2 separate regions of the Xenopus tropicalis genome follow, and region 1 is linked to region 2. The links are chromatin contacts, called in public Hi-C maps. All regions are on one chromosome and are shown on one strand. Each heading gives the region's core, a stretch centred on a gene start, on an enhancer-like site or on the middle of the called end of the contact. The rest is flanking DNA. Distances are from core to core; before and after follow the strand shown.

Region 1 (3,540 bases), core at 143-2,642, 160 kb before region 2:
ACTGCATCGCTAGTGTAGCAAGCACAACTTTGCTCTCTGCACTGGCAGAGCGCAATTTTCAGTTTACAAAATGAAAATTCTGCTCTTAAAGTTACCAGTAAGTTATTTGCTGCCCCATGTAAGTTTGGGGGTGCTGCCGACTGAAGCAAGCTTCTCAACTCGCCTCATGGCAGCAAAGCCACAGATTCACAGTACAAAAACACAAGGTGCCTACTGAAAGTCGGGGGAGTTAGGAAGGAGAGGTTCCGCTGTGTTTTTCTATGGGATTGCTGGGGAGAAGGAAAGCACAACATTTCATGTGATCTGGACACACATTTCTTGGCAGAATTATCCGTGCTACTTAGCACTTATTTTTTATTTCAAAACATGTTTTTCAGATGACTGAAGCCCATGGTGTTTCAAATCACAGAAAAAGAACCAAATATATGAATTATCCAACCCACATAACTCTTTTTTCTTGTTTAAAAATAATACAACACTGGGGCTCATTTATAAAGCTCAGCACATATTTTTTTCTCAAATGGTTGTTTGCGCTTGTTTTCCCCTAAACGTTCAAATTTTGCACTGCTGCACCCGTCTTTCCTTTTCCTGCAAATCGCAGTGAAATTAGAATTGCGCACAAAAATATATGAATGAAATTGTGACTTTCATGAACATACACTCTGTGCGTGTTTAATATGCGTGAATATATATTTTTCCACCACTAAAAAATGGCATAACTCGGACGCAGAATGTGCACATACATGGGCAGGGCAAATATGTTCACTGTGCAAATAATTCTGCGCTGCACAAATTTTATAAATGTGTTTCTGTGACTGCTGGTCTTCATGTTTTAATTCATATGTTTTTTAAGATTATTTAACTTTCTGTTCAGCAGCTCAAAGTTTGAAATGTCAGCAGTTCTTTGGTTGGTAAAGTCCTATTTACCCTAGTAACCAGACAGGGGTTAGAATTTTACCATGTGTAGAGGTAACCACTAACAATACTGACTTAGTGGAGCACACCCTTTACTCTGAATGCTCTACTAAACTATCCACATTATATCCATTCATCTATCTGTTTAATCTATATTCAAAGAGTGTGTGTACTGAATTACAGGACCCAGAGGATAAAACGTTCAAACTTTTCCAATTTTTTCACCCCCCAATTTTATTATATGTTGTTGTTATATATATTTAGAAGCTGTATATCATATAATAACAGCCCCAGACATCACTGCTCGGAGAGGTTGGCTAATACTGAACATTTTAGAAGCACTAATGACCCGTTTCTTTTGCAACAATTATGTAATTTGAAAAAACACTTTTGCTCACATTTCCTAGTGCGTATAATATCCTATTGCTAAACTGATTTTTTTTACAAGAGCATCACAAGCACTGTGTGTGCAATAGAATAAAAGTGTATGCAAGCTGCACTCGGGCAACTCCGCACATCCTTCTGATTGCCCGCTAGGCTACTATTTTATTCATTTGCATCTACATTTTTCTTTAATAAATCCCAGGATTTTCAGCCATTTCTGCCTAGTGCAGGATACAGAGAGTTGTGAGATTGTACTTCAGTGCATAATTCTTCAATAAATAAGCATATTGCCATCCTGTAAATGAATATGTCTCTATTGATTCTATGAATATTTTATGAATATATTTATAAACACCGTCATGTTATCCTTAAGTGCAGCCCATTAGCAGCACTTGAATCCTCTAACTGGTTACACACCATTGGGACGTTGGTGGATCCTGGCAGTGGATGTACGATAGGCCGGGAGGAGCTGCACTTCTGGAGAGATAATGTGTATTTAACTGCACTTTTCAAGGGTAATTAAACATAAAATTAAACTTTTTGCATGAGATGCACAATCAATAATGATACTATAACGCTCCTGTGGAGTTACTAATTAGTGTTCCTAATCAGCTCTGATGGATGCAGCAGCCCTCACTGGTTTCAATGCTGTGTTTTTGCTGAATGAATTACTGATCATACCTACTCATTGCTGATGGATTGCACACAAAGTGGGAACCCTATTCTTTTCTGCCATATCCAACACAAAGGTGCACACACACACTCATTATATAATACTAAACTGAACATTATTTAAAATCTTAGTTAACATTATTCTTATGGGATCTGGTCATGCAGAGTAAGGTTTTACAGGTATGGGACCTGTTATCCACAATGCTCAGGACATGGGGTTTTCTGTAGTTTGGATCACCATATCTCAAATCTACTAAAAATTATTTAAATAATAATTAAACCCAGAAGGATTGTATTGCCCCCAATAAGGATGATTTGTATCTTATCAAAAGCAAGGGAAAATTGTGTTCACCACTAAATTTTTTATCATTAGGCTCAGGGTCCAATAAGGCTGCGACCACAAAATTTATACAGACAACAACAAGAGATCCTCTGCACTCACCCATTATCAATATATATTAGGACATTAAGACATTCTGTGCATTAAGCTACCAAGAAATGCCCTCCCCTTTAAGCAAAACAGGGGTTGTTTGTCCATATATTGCAATATACTGCTGGCCAACTACGTCAAAGTCATCCCCAGTCTGGCCAACACAATTTTGTGGTCACAACCTCATTGCACCCCTGAATAATGGTTAAAAATTTAGTGGTGAGCATAACTTTCCCTTGTTTGCTATAATTTATACAGGACCAGTGGCCAGCTCCATGTTGTAACTTCCCTTCCAAGCTACAGTCAGGTGATCGCAGTGGAGCCAATAAAAGGCCAACCATTTGGGGGGTTTTACCTTGAAAGCAAGCAAGTTGCAGGTAAAACTTAGTCCCTTTGTTAAATGCATATTGATGCAGTAGAATTCTTAATGAATCAAATAATTGTGAGTGTAGGACTGGCCAGACTGTAGTTTTATTTTGACTACAATTTTCCTCGGATATTTAGCTTACCATTTCTTTTCTTGCCCAACTTTTTTGCCAAGCCTGAAATGGCAAAAACTATCATAGCCTATGGGCCAAAATGTGTAAAAAAAATGTTTATCTATGGACCCTATATATATCACAAGATAAATATTTCCATGGTATCTTCAAACTTGGCAAGAATAATATGCTTTTGTGTTTTATGCAAGAACAATTTTTCTTGCTAATAACAAAGCTCTAAAATACAAACATTTTACACCGCCGCTTGCACCAACTTTCGCTATAGGCTGCCCTTTAACAGTCATTATGCACTGGGAAATACATAATGCACTATTCTGCACCAAGGCTTAAAATGTATTTAAGCTTTTATTTGTCCTTTTAGCTTTAGTAGTAGCTCTATTTGTTAGTCTTGAACTGTGTACATTCAAGTGACCTATTTCATAGGCTCTCTCTCTGCAGTAGGAAAAATCATCTGACCCAGTCTGACACTGAGCGGTATTCAGCACTACTCGTCAGCAGAGCATTATAAGCATAAGGTAGAAGTCATGTATATATATATATATATATATATATATATATATATATACATACACACACCTGTGCTGTAACACTACAGTCTGCTTTCCGTGTGCCCCCAGTGACCCCTGAGAATTCATATTC
Region 2 (3,894 bases), core at 148-2,647:
CCTGGGACAGTTACAAGAGTAAGAATTGTAATTTGTATATGATCCGAAGGCACAACACAGAGCAGGAGAGTGCCCTGTACAGCTGGGAGTTGTTCTGCATTCCTCTCACACCACGTAGATGATTCACTTACAAGTATGAAATATCTTATGCCTAACTGCAGCAGTTGAACCGCACAACTACGGGCTGCCTGGCAGCCTCCACAGAAAGAATTCCACAGCAGCTGAAGTTAAAACCCAATACTTTTCTGACGTTCCAGCTGTTACAGTTCCCTGTGTCCTAAGCCTGCCTTGGTGGACAATGTATCCTACTGTGCACCCCAGTGCATTTCGCCTAAAGCTAAAAATGATGGTTATTGTCATAGCGATCTACCTGCTTTATTACCAAATGAGCTTTTCATGCCGGTGCCATTGAAGAGATGTTCCTGTGCCACACAAAACTATATTCTACAACAGGAATCAATATTCAACTGGTAGCCCCCAGCTGTTGTTGTACTACAACTCCCACACCACCTTCAAATGATCCAGTGAGCTCAGGATTGTAGTGCAATATTTGAGGGAGGGAAACAGGTTGAAGTGTTCTCTGGGGTCACCATGCTGCTGGGCTAATGCTCCCCAAAGTGTTAGCAACCTCTAATGCCCAATAACACTGATTAAGAGCAGGATTAGGTTATGCCACAATAGCATTATATAGATAGCATCTGATGATTTTGGAAGCACTGGAATAACATGGGAAGTAGAGTATGTGTGAATAGAGGGGAACTGAGAGGGACACAAACATAAGCTGCTCTCAGATCTACTACTAAGATAACAGGAGCCTTTACCCAAGGGCCCTCATTATTAACTCAGAGGTCAGCTGGCCCCTGGCTGGAGTGCCCAAGCACAAGGCAGTAGGACTATACTGATCTAGTCTAGTCATGCCCTATTGTGCCTAAACCCACCCACAATCCACCCAAACTCTGCCCAAGCTGCTGGGGGGATTTGTTTGGATTAAGGGTCTTCCTGGTTTCCTACAGATAAGAAGGATAATTAACTGCGCTGCAGTAATCACGTCCCCGCCATACACGTTTAGGGAACCCCCCCCCCCACCCCGCAGGCTGTGCCACCTGGACTCCTACCCACATGCCAATGCTGTGCCAAGTCCTTATGGCAGGTACAGTGCAGAGACTTCCAAGCCTGTTCGAGGAACTAAGCCAACTGCGCAGTTATAGGGCAAACATGGAGCTACACTGCTCCTTGTATAAGAGAGTAACATGCAGAATCCATGCACAACCCCGCTACCGGCACAGCTCTCCCACCTTCACCCACCGTGTTTCCCGTGCCGGAAATGCCACTGCGCAGACGCCAAGTGCATAAGTCATTTTCAGGCTTCTTCCTGTTAATATAATCAGGGCCGCACTGCCCCCTGGTGTCGAAATTAGCGCGGTTCACTGTTCCGGCATCAAAATGAGAATCGTTTGTTCTTTTGTGTTGCAAAAGGTTTCCGTAGAAGGCGACTATTTAAAGTAAAGCGCTAAAATCTGCAGATGAAATAATGGCATCTCAAAAAGTGCATTGTTAAACAATGGTAGAATGTTAGTTAATACTTTGTAAGTTCCACATCAAGGAGTAGCCCTGGTAAATGATCTTACTGGAATGGCCCTTAGTGATCCAATGGGAACGGTTGTAACATTTCTGAGGGTTTTGGGATAATTACAGTTTCATACTGTACTGAAAAGAGGGACAAAAGACTTGGCCCGCACTGCACTGCAATTTTTGACCACGCCCCAGTTACCACACCCCATTTGTTTTTCAAACAATACTCCTTTTATATAGTTGGTGGAAATGGTGGGATCAGACACAAAATGTGCTATATACTCATACTGTACTACCTAAGGAAAACAACATAGCAACTCCTACATATAAAATACAAATATAGAGAGAAGGCAGTCAGTTATAAGTGAGTTATAATTATGTACCAGTTTTGTCCCCCCATACACAGTGCCCCCAATGGCCCCCATAGACAGTACCCCCATAGAAAGTGCCCCAATTGACCACATAGACAGTGCTCCCAATTGACCCCATAAACAGTGCCCCCAATTGCCCCATAGACAGTAGCCCCCATACACAGTGGCCCCATAGAAAGTACCCCCATACACAATGCCCCCATAGACAGTACCCCCAATACACAGTGCCCCCATAGAAAGTGCCCCAATTGCCCCCATCGACGGTACCCCCTATAGATAATGCCCCTAATTGACCTCAATTACCCTCATTACCCCATACACAGTGCCCCATAGAAAGTACCGCCATAGACAGTGCCCCCATAGAAAGTACCCCCCATACACAGTGTCCCCCATAGAAAGTTCCCCCCATACACAGTGCCTCCATAGAAAGTGCCCCCATACACAGTGCCCCAATAGACACTCCTTCTTCTTCTGCGGCTCCTGCTCCTTATGCGGCTCCTTGTGCGGCGGCGACAGGCTTTTTAATAAGGTTGTGGCCTGTGCATAAATGTGACGTCAATACGCACGGGGCACAACCTTTTAAAAGGGCCTGTCGCCGCTGCACAAGGAGCAGAGCCACACAAGGAGCCGGAGCACCCGTCTCCAGCCAGCGCATCCCGCTGTCCCGCATAGTTCAATGAATGTCCCGCATTTCCGTAATCTATTACAGAAATGCGGGACATTTATTGAACTATCCGGGATAGCGGGATGCTCTATAAAAACCGGAAAAGTCCAGCGGAAATCGGGACAGTTGGGGGGTATGCAGTTTTGCTAATGAAGGTTAAAATTGCCCTTTAAGCTGCAAATCTCAGTTCCCCCAAGAGACCTGTTTAGCTTATTAGTTACAATTGTATCTAAGTGCAGGTGTTGCCTATTGAGTTTTGGCTCTGCCAAAAGTCTACTTATCTAATAAAATTTCAGAAACGTTGTATCTTTTTTGGTGTTCCGTGCAGGGAAAGAGGGACATTTTTCAATAAGAATCTGGGACTGCAGGCTGAGTTGTTAAAATCGGGACTGTTAGGAGGTATGCACATGAACCATTACTGCCGCATTTATTTCCCTATGTGCATTACTCCCACATTTATTTTCCTATGTGCATTACAGCCGCATTTATTTCCCTATGTGTATTACTGCCGCATTTATTTCCCTGTGTGCATTACTGCCGCATTTATTTCCCTGTGTGCATTACTCTCACATTTATTTTCCTATGTGCATTACTGCCGCATTAATTTCCTTATGTGCATTACTGCCGCATTTATTTCCCTATGTGCATTACTTTCGCATTTAATTCCCGATGTGCATTACTGCCGCATTTATTTCCCTATGTGCACTACTGCCGCATTTATTTTCCTATGTGCACTACTGCCGTATTTATTTCCCTATGTGCACTACTGACGCATTTATTTCCCTATGTGCATTACTCCCACATTTATTTCCCCATGTGCATTACTGCCGCATTTATTTCCCTATGTGCACTACTGCCACATTTATTTCCCTATGTGCATTACTGCCGCATTTATTTCCCTATGTGCATTACTCCCACATTTTTTTCCCCATGTGCATTACTGCCGCAGGATAATCATTCTTTAGGGGCCATATAAAGACAACTAGTATAGGAATCCAGGGACGGGCAAGATTGAAAAACAACTTAATTACAATCAATGGCAATGGCAAAAGGCATTCTGCATCAATATGGATGCCAGCTTAGTTTAAAAGACATGTAAACCCCACACACACAAAAATAATCAGAGAACAGCCTCTTTGAAATCTTTCAATACCTGCCACACTGGTTGTCCAGAGATTAATATTAAGGCTGCAACATCCCCCTAATCACTTAGATGTCCTTCCCCTCCTGTAACCCACTCGGCCCCCTCCCTCAGGAATTTGCTTTGGCTGTTGGCTTGTGGGCATG

The links. A called contact is a pair of places that touch in the nucleus more often than the background predicts.
Region 1: a Hi-C map of liver shows a contact between it and region 2, with 5 times the contacts expected there. The contact joins the enhancer-like site here to the promoter of c5orf63 in region 2. A contact is called at or near these places in 5 of 5 Hi-C or Micro-C datasets (brain, gastrula embryo, liver and 2 more).

What each region holds. Positions count from the first base shown.
Region 1 is chr1:168,245,918-168,249,457 of UCB_Xtro_10.0, reverse strand. The region is part of intron 2 of marchf3 (membrane associated ring-CH-type finger 3); the gene reads right to left. Among named protein-coding and RNA genes, the nearest start is that of lmnb1, 26 kb to the left of the region's middle. Within about 2 kb of position 1,392, at least 1 of the 11 cell types and tissues checked has an H3K27ac peak or open chromatin away from gene starts, as enhancers often do. A contact at or near this core is called in liver, where this site is marked.
Region 2 is chr1:168,082,770-168,086,663 of UCB_Xtro_10.0, reverse strand. It overlaps c5orf63 (glutaredoxin-like protein C5orf63 homolog), which reads right to left and starts at 1,397. Exons shown (of 4, transcript XM_012968280.3): 1 at 1,306-1,397.